2 separate regions of the Mus musculus genome follow, and region 2 is linked to region 1. Evidence: chromatin contacts called from public Hi-C data. All regions are on one chromosome and are shown on one strand. The core of a region is the stretch at or near the end of the contact, and the rest is flanking DNA. Distances in the headings are between cores, read along the strand shown.

Evidence for each region. Hi-C and Micro-C count contacts between places; a contact is called where the count stands out from the background.
Region 2: a contact with region 1 is called in a Hi-C map of cerebellum, with 2.0 times the contacts expected there. The contact joins two enhancer-like sites. A contact is called at or near these places in 2 of 39 promoter capture datasets (embryonic stem cells and liver), 1 of 15 datasets of contacts at CTCF or cohesin (large pre-B cells), 14 of 484 Hi-C or Micro-C datasets (the 63-12 cell line, bone marrow-derived macrophages, cerebellar granule neurons and 8 more), 14 of 115 datasets of contacts at active chromatin or transcription factors (SST interneurons, bone marrow-derived dendritic cells, embryonic basal ganglia and 9 more) and 4 of 9 other capture datasets (adipose tissue, liver, macrophages and 1 more).

What each region holds. Positions count from the first base shown.
Region 1 is chr7:49,119,030-49,125,830 of GRCm38.p6, forward strand. It overlaps 9130015G15Rik (RIKEN cDNA 9130015G15 gene), which reads right to left. Exons shown (of 4, transcript NR_154465.1): 4 at 2,908-5,034. It also overlaps a transcript of Nav2 not described here. Among named protein-coding and RNA genes, the nearest start is that of 9130015G15Rik, 40 kb to the right of the region's middle. Within about 2 kb of position 1,267, at least 48 of the 459 cell types and tissues checked have an H3K27ac peak or open chromatin away from gene starts, as enhancers often do. A contact at or near this core is called in cerebellum and microglia, where this site is marked.
Region 2 is chr7:48,957,740-48,965,115 of GRCm38.p6, forward strand. It overlaps a transcript of Nav2 not described here. Among named protein-coding and RNA genes, the nearest start is that of Gm32849, 80 kb to the right of the region's middle. Within about 2 kb of position 5,507, at least 9 of the 459 cell types and tissues checked have an H3K27ac peak or open chromatin away from gene starts, as enhancers often do. A contact at or near this core is called in cerebellum and microglia, where this site is marked.

The sequences.
Region 1 (6,801 bases), core at 17-2,516:
ATGCCCTCGCCATGCAAGTCCCCCCTGGCTGGGTTGTGGCCTCAGGTGGCAATCCCAGGCCAGGAGCCACCTGGGTGCATTCGCCTGGCTCCCCGGCTCCACACCCACCCTCCCTCTGGGACTCACCGCCCACCAGGTGTGCACGTTCACAGCTTCCTTCGTGTGTTGGCTACAGGAACTCAGAGGTTGCACACAGGGTTTAAGAATAGCAGCCTTAGCAGCTGTCTTGTCGAAACAGAATGAGAAACTGTGAAGAAGGAGTCTATGAAGCCAGCCACGTCCTGCTTCCTTTGTTTCTGCAGGAAGGCAGTGGTGGGAAAACACCCATCCTTTAGAGCAATGCCTCCCCCCCCCCCTGAAGTATACTGAACTTCTAGAATGGTTCTGGATTGTGGTCATTGCCTTTCTTAGCTTTTTTTCTCTCTCCCCTCCCTTCCTCCCCTCTCCCCCCTCCTCTCCCCTCTCATCCTCTCTTCTCCTCTCCTCTCCTCTGCTAAGGATGATGATCCAGGACTCTGTTGCCCCACAGTTCAGAAGCTGCTGAGTTTTTCGGGTCCCCCACCCTATGGAGGAAGGGGGCCAGTGAATTACTGATGAGGGGCCCTACTCCTATGGCTGAGTTAGAGCAGCCCAGATCTTGATGAAGGCAGCACAGGACACAGGGCAGAACCCTGTAAGGAGCAGGTGGCAAGAAGGGTTAGAGAAAAAGTGGGTGGCCATTTGCCCCACTACCACCACCCCAGGGGCTCCAAAGGGCAAGAGCCAGAGTGAAAGAAATCCAGGGATGTATAGAACCATCAGAGGGTGCAGGGTGTCTACTGGGAATTCACAGTTTCTAGTCACTGGGGGCTCAGGCCATCCCTTAGCCCCTCTTTGAACACAATCCCCAGAAAACTGGGGCAGTGCCATTCTGTCTGGGAGTGCAGAGGCACCAACACCTCCCTCAATGGGCCCCGAACTCCCTCCTCACCCTCAGCCTCTCCCAGAGCCACCCTGGCATAGCAGAGCTGCCTAGGCTGGATCCCATTTGGACCAGAGATCTGTTCATCACGGGCTGAGAGGAAACCGCTTTGTGCCATGAAGGATAAGAAGAACAGTATATTTTTCAGGCTCACAGATATCATTGGCATTTGGGAGAGGAAATGGGGGGAAAAAAGCCAGTTTCAGCGCTGCGTTTGAGAGCCGAGGCGCGTTCATTGGCCAGTGGCAGGCTGTGAGTGAGGCATTTTCTCTTGAAAAAAACGCTGTCTGTGAAGGACGGTTTCCCAGGCCACAGTTCTGCCCACCCAGGAATTTCCGAGTTCTTTAGAGTTAACACTGCAGCGTGAGTGTATGGGGGCAGGGCAACAGGGTAAAGGGAGCGTTGGTGCCGAGAGCATCCTGCCCGTGGCGGCGAAATGAACGTGGCCAGAGAGATTCTTTCTGTGTCCATCGTGCCCAGCAAAAAACCGAGAGCAGAGAGTGGGTAAAGGGAAGAAAAGAATAGGAGAGGAGGGGAGGGGAAACAAGAGAAGAGACACAGGCTTTGAGGTCGTACTGCCGGTGTATTCAGCATAGTAGTCACGTGCTCTTCCTGGACACATTTATGTGGGGACAGGACAAGCCTCTTGGTCTAAAAAAAAAAAAAAGAAGAAGAAGAAAGGCTGTCTCTGCTACTGCATGAATCACTGGAAGGGACCCAGGAAAGCCACCTGTCTCGTGAAGCTCCTGCCCAATGCAAGGCTCTCTTTTTGGGGGGCGGGGGCTGCGGGGGGCAGTGAATAAAGTGCATTTATTTTCTTCCATGCTTTGTTTTTCTGTTTGAAGAAAACCTCCCCCTCAGTGTCATCTGGATGGCGGAGGGGACAGCCCCTAGAAGGTATAGGAGGTGACGGTGTTGGTGCTGAGAGCCATAGAAAGGTTAGGTATCCAATGTGCCTGGCTCCTAGGTACCTCCCGTCCCCAGGGCAGAAGAGTGTAAGAGCTTCATCAGGGTGAAGCAGGAGACAGAGTTTTGCACCCGCAGCTCTCTGCCCTGGGTCAGCACCAGGAGAAAGCCTTCCTTCACAGCTTCCAGCTTGTCCATACTGATGTGTGTATGCCTATGCGCGTGCGTGCGTGCGCGTGCACGTGTACACACACACTCACACACACACACACTGGCTCCCCATAGCTCCCAAGGATGAGAGACGGAAGAAGATGCCATTCAGCAGACTGTAAAGTGTCCAGCAAAGCTGAAGTGGCCTCCTCCGTCTACAGCCTGACAGTTTTACTTGAAATGCCAGAGTACATTTCAGGTGCACTCGGGCACTGCAAATTGAGTCTAGCCTGCTGGTTTTGCCACGCCCTCCCGAAGGTACATACACCTCCAGCATGCTAAGGCAGGAGGTTGAAAGCCATGCCAACCTGACTGTGTGGTGCCAGCCAGCGGGAACTTACCAGAAAAGCAAAGCCCGGAGGGAATTCTGCGGAGTGGTGCTGCCCCCTTCTGGCTGCGCAGGCTGAGCCAGTCAGTGGGTGTACAGAGCCGACTCCAAGGCCCAACTGATAAAATCTCTACAGGAATCCAAAGGGAGTCAGGTTTTCCACTATTTTCCAGTAGTAAAAAAGGAGGATGGAACATTTCATGTTAAAAACCTCTGAGAGGTCTTTCTCGTTTTAAAACATTGTCCTCCAAGGTCAGAATAAGTGACAATAAGTAGCTGATCAGGAGCAGGGGAGGGGGACACTAGTAAGAGATTAGTGCCTTCTACAAACTGATCTTTAGTCTGCATTCAGGGTCCTTTCTGTAGAAAATATGTATCTATGTACCTTTTTTTTTTTTTTTGGTTTTTCCAGACAGGGTTTCTCTGTATAGTCTTGGCTGTCCTGGAACTCACTTTGTAGACCAGGCTGGCCTTGAACTCAGAAAAATCCGCCTGTCTCTGCCTCCCAAGTGCTGGGATTAAAGGCGTGCACCACCACCGCCCGGCACCACCACTGCCAGGCGTATCTATGTATCTTAAATTCTAATTTGAAACAGTTTTTCCAGAGCATTACAACTGAATTCTGTTTTCCTGTTGAGTTTATTTTATTGTTATTTGTTTCATTGTGTCTATACTTTGCACCTGTCGCTTGTTGGGTATGGATATTTTCACATACATATGTAATATGCATTGAGTATATTCCTCCCCACCCCCACCTGCACCCTTCTTCCCCTTTCAGTTAGGTCCCCTGCTCCCTAGACAGTTTCACTTTTACATTTATTACATACATGCATGGCTTTACATATCTATATTAAATCTAGGAATCGTGTAAGAGAGAAAACATTGTCTTTCTGAGACTGGCTTAATCCATTTATTATAATGAAGTCTGGTTGAATTCATTGTCCTATAAATGATAAAACTTCATCCATCTCTATGGCTGATATAACTTCTGATGCGTATATAAACCAACTTTCCTTATCTCTTCCCCTGAGGTTAGACACCTACATTGGTTCTATAACTTCATGACTGTGCATGAAGCTCTAGTAAACGAGACGCAAGTGTCTCTGCGAAGTGCCTGTTCTGATCTTTTGGATACATACCCGGGTTTTGTATGGCTGTCTCATGTGGTAGATGTGTTTTTAATTTTTTGAAGATTTTTATCACTTTTTAAAGTTATGTGTCTGTGTGAGGTGTTCGTGTATGCAGGCAGGCACCTGAAGAGTCCAGAAGGGGGCATCAGATCCCCTGGAGCTGGAGTTCCAGGCAGTGGTGAGCTGGTGAATATGGATGTCTGGAACAGACACAATGAATACGCACCTTTTACCCTGCACCATCTTCCTAGCCCCTAGTTTGGGTGTGGAAGGAATTTGCACACTGATCTCCACAGAGGCGGGCATGGTTTCCATTCCCACCAGTGGTCTAAGAGCCCCTTCACCCCTTCTGCACCAGCATCTGTTGTCACTAGTGTTTGCTTTTTTAATGACTGTCACTCTGATGGGTTCTCACTGTAACTTTAATTTCCCTTCCTCTGATGGAGAGTGAGGCTGACCATCCTTTCATGTGTCTAATAGAAATTTGCGCCTCATCTTTTGAGGACTCTGCTTGCTTCACTGGCTCCTTTATTGTAGGCTTTTTTGATCCTTGTTTAGCTTCTTGAAGTTTATTTGGGTTTTGGTTTGGGGGTTTTTCTTCTTCATATTCCAGCTAATTCTCCTCTGTTGGATGTGTAGCTTGCAAAGGTTCTGTGAGCTGTTTCTTTAGATGATTATGTTAGCCATTTCCTGGGCCTCTGCCTTCTAGCTTCAGTTATTGGCATTATGTCCCAAGCAACTGGAGTCCTGTTTGGAAAACCCTAGCCAGTTCATGTATCTTGAGGTATTTTCCCTACTGTGCCCTTCTCTGGAATTTGAAGGAAGAAAGATACATGACTGTTTGGGGTTAAATTTCCCTGAGAAATGACTTCTGTTGTAGAAAATAGCACAGGAAATTGGTACCACCTATAAGGGATAGCCAGTGACACAGAGAGGCAGGGCTGTGTATATTTGTAATTGGTCCCTGGGCAGCTCAGAGCTGGATAAAGATGTTCAGTGTCCTCTGCTCAACAGGGAGAACAGGCTGGAATACCCCACATCAATCAGCCAGGCCATTACATGAGCTGGGAAACTCCCTTCAGGCAGGCTAGAGGAGAGACTAGCCTGGGAGAACACCAGTGCTGGGGAGGATGCCCTTGTCCTTTAAGGGGTCTGGGTAGCATACCACACAGCATGTGCTGTTGTGACTTTGTAGGCTTATGGATGGACCCATAGTCATGTCTACAGCCTGTAGGAGTTTTACACATAAGTCCTCTTGAAGGCAATGATCTAACTTCATTGGGTACTGTAGAGCTCAAGATGGCTTTCAGACTGATATTTCTACATTCCAGAGTTGAGGTCCAGCAATACTTGGTAGAAGTGTTGTTTCTTCTTTCTAACACGTTCGTAGGATGTGGTGTGGTATTTCAAAAGAGATGCCACCATCAAGGAATACATTCCTCTGCTGTTCCCTTCTTTTCCTGGATGGTCTTCCTCTGGCTTGCCCTTCCTGCTCAGACCTAAGAAGCAGAGACAAAATGAGTTTATCCCAAACGTAGCACCGTGACACCCTGCTCTCCCACTGCCTTCCTCCTCTGCATCTTTCCTCTTTCCCTCTTTCAAATAGTCCTCTCTCATCTGCTCTCCCAAGTTTCCATGTGTCTAGCTTCCGGTGGGACAAAAGAGGCATGGGACGGAGTCTAGGCAGTGTATATCCTGGGAACATTGCTACGGAGCTGTAGAAAACCATCTGAAACAAGGGAGACCCCTCGGTGAAGATGCTAATGCCAACATCACATCTAAAACCAAGAGATTCTGACCAGTCTCAGTGGGAAACCAGAGGAGGTGTGGAGGATTGTGGTACGTGGACCAAATGGATGGTGTGCAGCGATTAACAGTGAGGTGTGAAAGAAAAAGCATGCAGACATACTTATGGTGGACAGACAATGCATTCTACAAAATTATATCATACAACATATTTGCAACAACATGGAGAATAAGAAGTGAACTGAGCAGTTAGCAGCAAAATTGACCGCGTATGAGCTCTAAAATTGACCTCTAGATTACTAGAGCTGCAACAGTGGTCCTTAGGAAGATCTACAGTGTATGGGCTCTTCTGGAGCCATAACAGTGGTCCTTAACAATGTCCTGTGTCACCAACCTCTGTTAGTTTTTTTATTGTGTTTGAGGTGGTTTCATTTTTTAAAAAGATTTATTTTATTTATGTGTGCATGCATACATGTGTAAATACATGTATGTGTATGTATCTGTACATGCATGTATGTGTGCATTTGTGTGTGTGTGTGTGTGTGTGTGTGTGTGTGTGTGTGTATTTGTGTGCTCATAAAAGTTCCCACAGAGGCCAGAAGACGGTATCAGATCCCCAGTGGTGTAAGCCACTGCACATGAGTGATGGGAACCAAACTCAGATTCTTCTACAAGAGCAGGAAATACTGTTAACCACTAAGCCATCACTCCAGCCCCCTCCGTTAGATATGCAGTGACTTAGCTAGCCCAGGCTGCTCTCAGACTTGCAATGTGGATAAGGGTCAACTTGATCTACTGACCTTCACACCTCCACCTCCTTCAGGAATCATGGGCAAGGGACCCAAGTCTCCCTTCATGTAACTCATTTTTAAGGCATGAAATAAATAACAGGAGGATTTTTTTCCCAAAGAAAACAATGATAATGAAAAGCAAGTACCAAGATAATAAAAACCAATGGGTGGATGTGTGCTGCTTCTTCATGCCTCGAGTAAAACAGAGGAAGCTGGGTATCTCGTCTACATGCTTGATGCTGTTAGTCTCCTTGATGTATTCTCAGCATGACTGCCTCCTGCTGGACAAGATGTGGCCTATGCACACCCCAGGAGATTGACAGTGTTCTGGACTTGGGGTGAGAGCTGGGCTTTCTGGTTGCCACGGATCTGCTGACGGCTTTGGTGGGGACATTTTGCTTCTGCAGGTACTCTGACAGCTCTGGGAATCAGGAGGTGGGAGGTTTTCCTCCAGCACTAGTCAGACCATCGAGATCAGAGCCAAGACTGCAGCTCCCGTTGGAGCTGAAAGAGTTCCTGAAGGGAAGATGACAGGTTTGCAGATGAGGTGTCTACCAGCCCCAAATGAGCTAATGCCAGAGAGTGATGGCACTCCCTGTCCACATGGGGGCAGCACTGAATCAGTGTGACTGAGGACCTGGGCCTGAAGGACCTTGGGAGGGACTCTGAGAGTGGCTAGTTCTTGGCAAAGGGGCCTTATAACAAGCTTGTAGGTATGCACTCTGGAGT
Region 2 (7,376 bases), core at 4,257-6,756, 160 kb before region 1:
ACCTCTCATTGGCATCTGACCTGACTCCCATGTCAATAACCAATCCTGTTCTCTCTTGAGACTCTGAATCCACTTCCAGAGACACACGGCAGTCTGTATGGAACATCTGTGATGAGAGCACTGTGCACAGACTGGTGGTGAAGTAGCGTACGGGGTGCTGCTGCAGTCTCCCAGCTCACACTCTTAGAACAGAGGAGACCTAGTCATGCCCTACCCTGGATTTTCCATGTCCGAGAAAGTTCAGCATTCCAGCTTGGCTGACATAGGCAGACTGAGGATTAAGATTCAAATAGATAGCTGGATATAAATTCTTAGCAAATATTAGTAAATTTTGCTGATGGAAAAACCAGGCCCTTTGGTAGGCAACGGGCATGGAGACGTTTATATCTTCAGCTCTCACTTGAGATCTCAGTATGTGTGTTTGAGTGGGGGAGGTAAGGAGGAAGTGGAGAGATAGATAGGAGAAATGGAGAGGCAATAATGAATAAATGAAAGAACGAATGAATGATGATACCCACTCCACTCCTGCTATCTGAACACATCCGGTCTTTCTCTTTACTCCATGTCTTGGGATCTGACTTAGGTGAGAAATTTTTATTTCTGTCAGTTTCAGCTACATCTTTCTGCTTGGCAGCTAGGTACCAAACCACTCTGTGAAAGGGAGACAGCTGGGCAAAGCCACTCTGGTTTCAAGATAATACCGGGGGAAAACAAGACACTAGAATCATCCCCAGATGGGTGAGCCTGGGGGAAAGATACATCCTTTTCTAGTTTCTGAAGGCCTGGCTGATAAATAGTCCGTGCACTCCTTTTCAGTGGGTTCAAGAAAGCAGACACGGGTCTTCGCATAAAGATTTGAGTTTGACGTTGGGAAGCACGCTCCAAACCTCGGAAGGTGCTCAGGAATTTGCTTCAAGAGGTGCTGAATACTCTTCAGTGGCAATCGAGGAGCTCCGCCTTGAGGGAGACTACACACAGTCTGGACAGCTCCCTGGCGGGCTCCTGTCTGGGGAATTTTCGAATTTGGAGGGAGCTGCCTAGGTTCTCTGAGAGGTCGTTACCTCTTCCGGTTCTCCAGTCTCTCTCTTTCTTGAATTGTCAAAAACAAGTGCTCACATACAGGTGCTAACAGAAGACCCCACCCACCCACCCCATCTCCAGAGGGGCCTTGTCTATCTTTCCAGTCCCGGGGCGGGGGGAGAGACTCCGGACCCTGAAAGGGGACCAGAATGGCGAGGCTGCTCATTGGTTGTGAGGCACCATGTGAACTGCACTGGTTGGCTGGGGGAAGGGAGGAGGAGGCGGTTTCCCGGGTAACGGGAGGGCAAGGAGCGGCTGTAGTGGCAGCGCTGGGGCTGAGGAGCGCCGGTCCGAGTACAGAGCGATACAGAGCAAGACTGGCTGGAGGCTGTGGCTTCGGAAGCCGGCGTGGGCACAGGTAGGACCCTGCGCTGCTTCCCTGGGGTCAAGCCTGGCCGGGCTGCCCGCTAGGACCGGCCTGGGGAAAGTTTACTGCCCAATTGGATTGGCAAAAAGAAGAGGACTTGAGGATGCTCTGGGTGGGCTTGGAGATCTAGGCAGGGTGGGGTTGCAAAGGGGTAGGGGCTAGGATAGGAGACCGCACCCTTACTCTAGGACCTTGAAGTAGGGGCTACGAGCCTGTAAGGGAACCGAACTGCATCACAGAGATCTCACAGGAGGACGCTCAGCCACCCGTACAAGCAGGCCAGCCAGTCTATCCACCCTTGTTTAGAGATGATCTGAGAAACTTCCCCCAGCAGATGCCGGGCTAGCTGCGCTGCACCGTCAGACCTTGGTTATGAGCTCCGCTGTATACTTTCTCAGGCCTCTCGCGAAATTGTGCACACCTCCATCTGGAGTGGGCGTGTGCCCCTCTCAGTGTAAGCGTCCAAAGCAGCTTCCCATCTCCCTGCGCGTGTTCTTGTGTTTTTGAGTGCTCTGCGTGTCTCTGTCCCTACTCTGTGATTGTCTCTGGGTGTGTGCAGGCGTCTGAGTCCCTTCTTATTTGTTATATTTGCGTGGGCGTCTGCAAACACTCTCTGAGGTGGTGTGGGACTGAGTATCACTGGTCCTGGCTTTTTCTGTTACAGTCTGTGTTTTCTCTCTGTTCTTTCTGTGTGCTCGTTTTGGAGTATGTTTGAGGGTGGTTTTATGTCGGTGCCTCTTTTTCTGGCCACATTTGTCATCGAATATAGGTCTGGCACTCATCTGTGCCTCTCTCTCTCTCTCTCTCTCTCTCTCTCTCTCTCTCTCTCTCTCTCTCTCTCTCTCTGGATGTGTGTGTCCCTGTGTGTGATCCGAGCAGCTGTGTGTGTGTGTGTGTGTGTGTGTGTGTGTGTGTGTGTGTGTGTGTGTATGCAATGCCTGTATATGTCTTGTGTCTCTCCTCTGCCTTCTAACTGGGTCTTCCCATGTCAGCAGGAGAATGGGGGTAGGTTGGTAGGAGCCCGAGCTGGGACACCAAGCCAGGCTAGGTACTGTGGTTCTCTCTCATACACTCTGCTCCTGGCAGCTGCCGGCTATAGGCAAAGGCTGCTAGGGAGCGAATGGGGTTGGGGGGAGGCGCCCGAGCACTGGAGCCCAGGCCCTGTGGGGGTACATCCGCCCAGCCAGCTCTTTTCTTGCAAGCAAAGGGACTTCAGTGGCAGCAGCAGAGGCAGCCTGCACCGCCCAGCTGGAGCCCTAGTGACTTATTTTTGTGTGCGATCCTTTTTTTTTCTTGAGGAAGAGGCACAAGCATGCTCTGCTTGCCGGCTTGCTCAGATAAAGGCCTGGGGGTTGGCGGCTGGGTCAATCATCTGGCAAAAGTGCTTGGCACACAGACTTCTTTGGAGCATCCTGCCTCGCACCCTAAGTCTCAAGCCCACCATAGCTCCTTGGTACTCTTTCACACACCTCGGCAACTTGTCTATCACTCAGTTGATAAAGGGCTAGGTCTGCACGCAGCACCCCTGGTTCTCTTGTTGGCACGAGGAAGCAAATGCTGAATTAGGGATTCCCTTATAAAATGGCATAGGTCAGGCATCCCTTTCACATCCCTCTGCCTTGGGTGCTGGCTGGAAATCAGAAGCCGGTGCTGCTGCAGGGACGCAGGAGATCAAATGGATAGTGCCCGGTTTTGAAAATGTAGGAGAAGTAAGCAAAATGTGGGAAATAAACTCAGGCTTTAGCATCTCGGCAGAAGTGAGTCCAGACTGGAAGCCTTAGACTGTTTAGCACTGGAATCCCATTGGCCATTCACTGGGACTGGGGCTTCCTACAGTAAAGGACCTCAGTAGTACTCTGAGGGAATCTCTTTCTTAGAAACTAGACCCTGCCTTGTACCTACCTGGTGGGTTGAACCTGAAAAATAGTCCTCTATACCCCTATTTCGATTGTTCAAAAGGAAGAAGTAGGGCTAGGTGTGTAATGGGAAACTGAAGCTCTACAGAGTCTATTTTGGGTCCAGTGTTTGAATTACCTGCAATATGACTAGGCTTGTCTTCTGGACTTCTGGATCATGGAGCTTGCCCACAAGGCTCCCTAGCTTACTTGTTGGTACCTCCTGGTCCAGGCTTCTCCTCCTGTGTGTCCTTCCCACCTTCTACCTCCACTACGCACCTTGCAGAGGCTGACTGGCTAATGCCTGGCTGACTCAGTGGCACAGAGGTACGAGTGCTGAACAGCTACATTTCAGGATCAATCCAACAGGCGCATTCACTTTCTAACGAGCCAATTAACGTTCTCTCAGTCCTGCCTCCTCCTTACCTCCACCCTCAAGCGCACTGAAACTTCTGGAGACTTCCCTGTCAGAGCCCGAATCGGACGTGGCACTGACAGCAGCATCTCCATGAGTGCTCTGCGCCCTGGCACAGGAAGGCAGTGGCCCCCAGAACTGGTGCAGACTGTCTTCTAGAGAAAACAAAAGGCTTGCAGGAGGTGTGGCACATCTTCCCACTCCCCGCTGGCAGGGAAGATACTTCTGTGGTGACAGCGTCTGTCCCCCATGTGCTTTCAGGGTGTATGCTTCTGTAGGTGTGATGGGATGTGACAGGGTCTCACCCGGGGGAGGGCTGGCTCAAGCCTGGTGGAGGGGCCAGAGCTGTTCTCAAACACAGAGGCCAGGGCTAGAGGAGATCCTTCTAGGCTCTGGGCTTTTTTTTTTTTCCTTCCCTTTCTTTCTTCTTTCTATTATTATTCATGAGCACAGCCAGGAGCTGTAAGTGTAGACTCGGAACTAGACAAATGGCATCGAGCTTTCCAGAGCAGTTTTGACATAGGTGAAAATTTTCAAGCCAGACTTAAGTTCAGATTCCAAGCACATGGCTTCTTAGCTGTCTTTTGTTTTAGGGAAGTTGCCTGGCTGCTCTTGTGCACTCTTTAGCATGAGGCAAGCTGACTGGCACATGACAAAGGGATTTGTTGAATACATGGATATGTGTGTCAGTAGATAGCATAGAAGAGGCATAGAAGGCATTCGACGACCTTAGCAGGTCACATACTAAACAAACATTTTTCTTTAGTTATTAGCATCACCTGCACTTTGTAGATGAGAGAGCTGGGGCTCAGAGATGTTAAGATACTTGATGAAAGTCACACAGTGAGGCAGTTGCAGAGACTCAAACTCTGCTACATCTGCCTGAATCTTCTATTTAGGTCTCAGCTGGACATCTGGATAAGGTACTACTTAGGGGGAAGTTTGTTAATTTCTTCAGATTGTGCTCTGGAACTAAGGCTCGGAGGCTTGCCTTTGCTAGAAATCTCTTGGAGGGGCAATGTTCAGGGTGCTAGTGGGCACAAGGGTGCCTAGCTATTTCCTGGGTCCACGAAGAACGTCTGAAATCTTGCTCTGGGGAAGTCTTTTCTGGACTTTCTGCTCATCAATTCTTAACCCACATCAGAAGGGGCAGTGTGACTGTCTGAACTCTGTGCTGGTCACACTTGTCAGGGGTGAACCTGAAAAGCCATACTTCCTTCCAAAGCATCTCTCCCACTCCAGGCTTTCTGTTCTTGTGACAGCTGTTAGTTAAAAACTCTTATCTCTGCCTTTCAACCTGATTTGCCACTGAGCTGCATGGAAGCGTAACAGAGTTTGATGACAAGGGGTGACTTCTGCCTCATTTCAAAACGGCTGCCGGTCAGGACGGCTACAAGGAAGGATCTGGGGGCTTCTGTCTTAGGCTCACTCTGGCTGGATCTGACCACAGCTCTTCCAGAGGCAGGCACTGACTGAATTGAAATTGTTTGGTAAGAAATGTTGGTGGGGAAACTTTTGAGTTAAAGCTCTCCAGCTCCACCCTGCCCACCCCACCTGCCTCTTCAGCCTTTGTCTCTGTGGTGCTGATGTTGCAAGGAGAGATATTTGAGACTGTTAACGGAAGCATCCTTATGATGCTTTTCAGACCTGACTCCACCTCTCAAACCACCCAGGGAAGGATGCACCCAGTGAGAATGTTCTGAGCACAGGTGCTCTTCTTCTCTCCCCCTTCGGTGGCTCTCAGAGCCTCTGTGACGTCAGGCAGGAGGTGACTAGTGTCTACTCTGCCTGCTGGTTCTAGCAGGGAATGCAGCTAGTTCCGAGGCAGTTGCTTTCCAGAGAGATGTCTGTCAGATTGATACTGCACTTTCCCCTCCTTGTGGCCAGGGAGTCTCACCTGCCACACACCATCTCCTACAGCCGAAGGGATGTGTGTGTGGGTGGGGGTGGGGGGTAGGGGGGATGTTGTTGCTTCTGGCCTCAGGAATCATTTCCTCTTTCTTGCCATCCCATTGCTGCTGTGACGGTGAACCCTACAAGGGTTTGAAAGATAACTCCTTTCCAGTACTGCCCAGCTTTTTCAAGAACAGGAGAAGTGGGGGGAGTCCATGAGCTCTGCCCCCCACCCCACCCCAGCCAGGTTGCTCACCCATGGATGTAATCAGTGTTGGGTTCAGAGAAAGACTGCTGGCTGTTGCTGGGTCCAGGCCTTGCTGTGTGGCTCCAGATGGCAAGCAAGACAGCTCAAACATCACACTTCACCACAGGCAAATCTGACCATTGAGCATTTTTTTTCCCCAGGTCTGGGTCTCTCTGCATGAAGGAAGATGACAGCCGGGAGGGGAGCTGCCACGGAGACAAGCACTCACAGGAGCTGTGAGGAGCGGCTGGCAGAGAGGCGTTTGTGGTGATTTATAGGAGCCAAGGGCTGTGGAGAGGGATGTGGATGCTATCAGCTCGGTGGATTAAATGCCCATTTACATTGTTATTGATATATAAATTATCCGTACCAAGCAGACAGTGAGGAAAAGGATTCCTTGGGCAGGAATGGGGCACACACCCCAGGATATGGACTCTTCTTTGCCCAAATATATCCATGGGGCTCGTGTAAAGTGAGTTGCTACCCTGAAGTTGAAACCCTGGGCCTCATCCTCAACATGTCAGCGACAGCCTCCTTCATCCCCAAGGCATCCGTGGCTAGCCAGGTTCCCAGTTGGCTTTCAAGACGATGGCAAGACCTCTGAAGAGATAGCACGATCTCCTTTCTGGTGGGACCTCCTCGGGTGGTGTGCACAGGTCGCCGTTGTGTGGGGCACTTGGTTCTGCTGTGGATTTAAACTATCACGGAGGAAGATTTTATGTCTGGGAAATGGAATCGATTTCTGAGTCAAGTCAACAGCAGAGGAGAAAGCCAGTCACTCACGGCCTGGAAGATCAAAAGAGGGTAAGTGGTGGAGCTTGGTGTAGTGTTTGCTGCCTGGAGCTGGAACTGTTTTATGGAGTAAGAGCTGGGTGGTCCAGAGAACGGTGTTCACGGACCGGACCTGTCTGTGTTTCTCTGCTGAGGAGGAGGTGTGGTGGCTCCTGACTTCTGTGTCCTAGTGCTATGCTTTCTGCTTTGGATTGTTGGCGGTTAACACTTGAGATAAATGAAAGGAAGGAATATGTTACTGCCAGGACCGAAGAAGGCAAAGGTTTATAAACAGTTTACAGAAGCAAACCAAAGTTCTGGTATCCTCAAAGCCAAACTGGGGTCCTTTGCACTTCAGTCGCTCTGGGCAGTGTGCACATTTAGTCTTTCTGGGCAATGGTGTTTCCGGCTAAGCTGGTTTTGTTTAAGGAATTTTCTGTGTTGTCTGCTGGCTCTTGTGTATATAGATTAAAAAAAAAATGCACCCCGTGGACTCTCTTGTCATTTGAAGTGGCCCATTGAGTGCAGGCCACTGGCTGTGATTGATCTGAAAGCCTCATTCACCCAGGAGTTGCATCTGCCAACTAAACTTCAACTCTCCTTCAAAAGTGAAACTCACTGGGGAGTGATATGCTATAGCTGATTGTTCAGGAAGGGAGCTGAGGCTGGGTCTTCATCCACCAGCCAGGCTGTGACCAGAGGCTAATC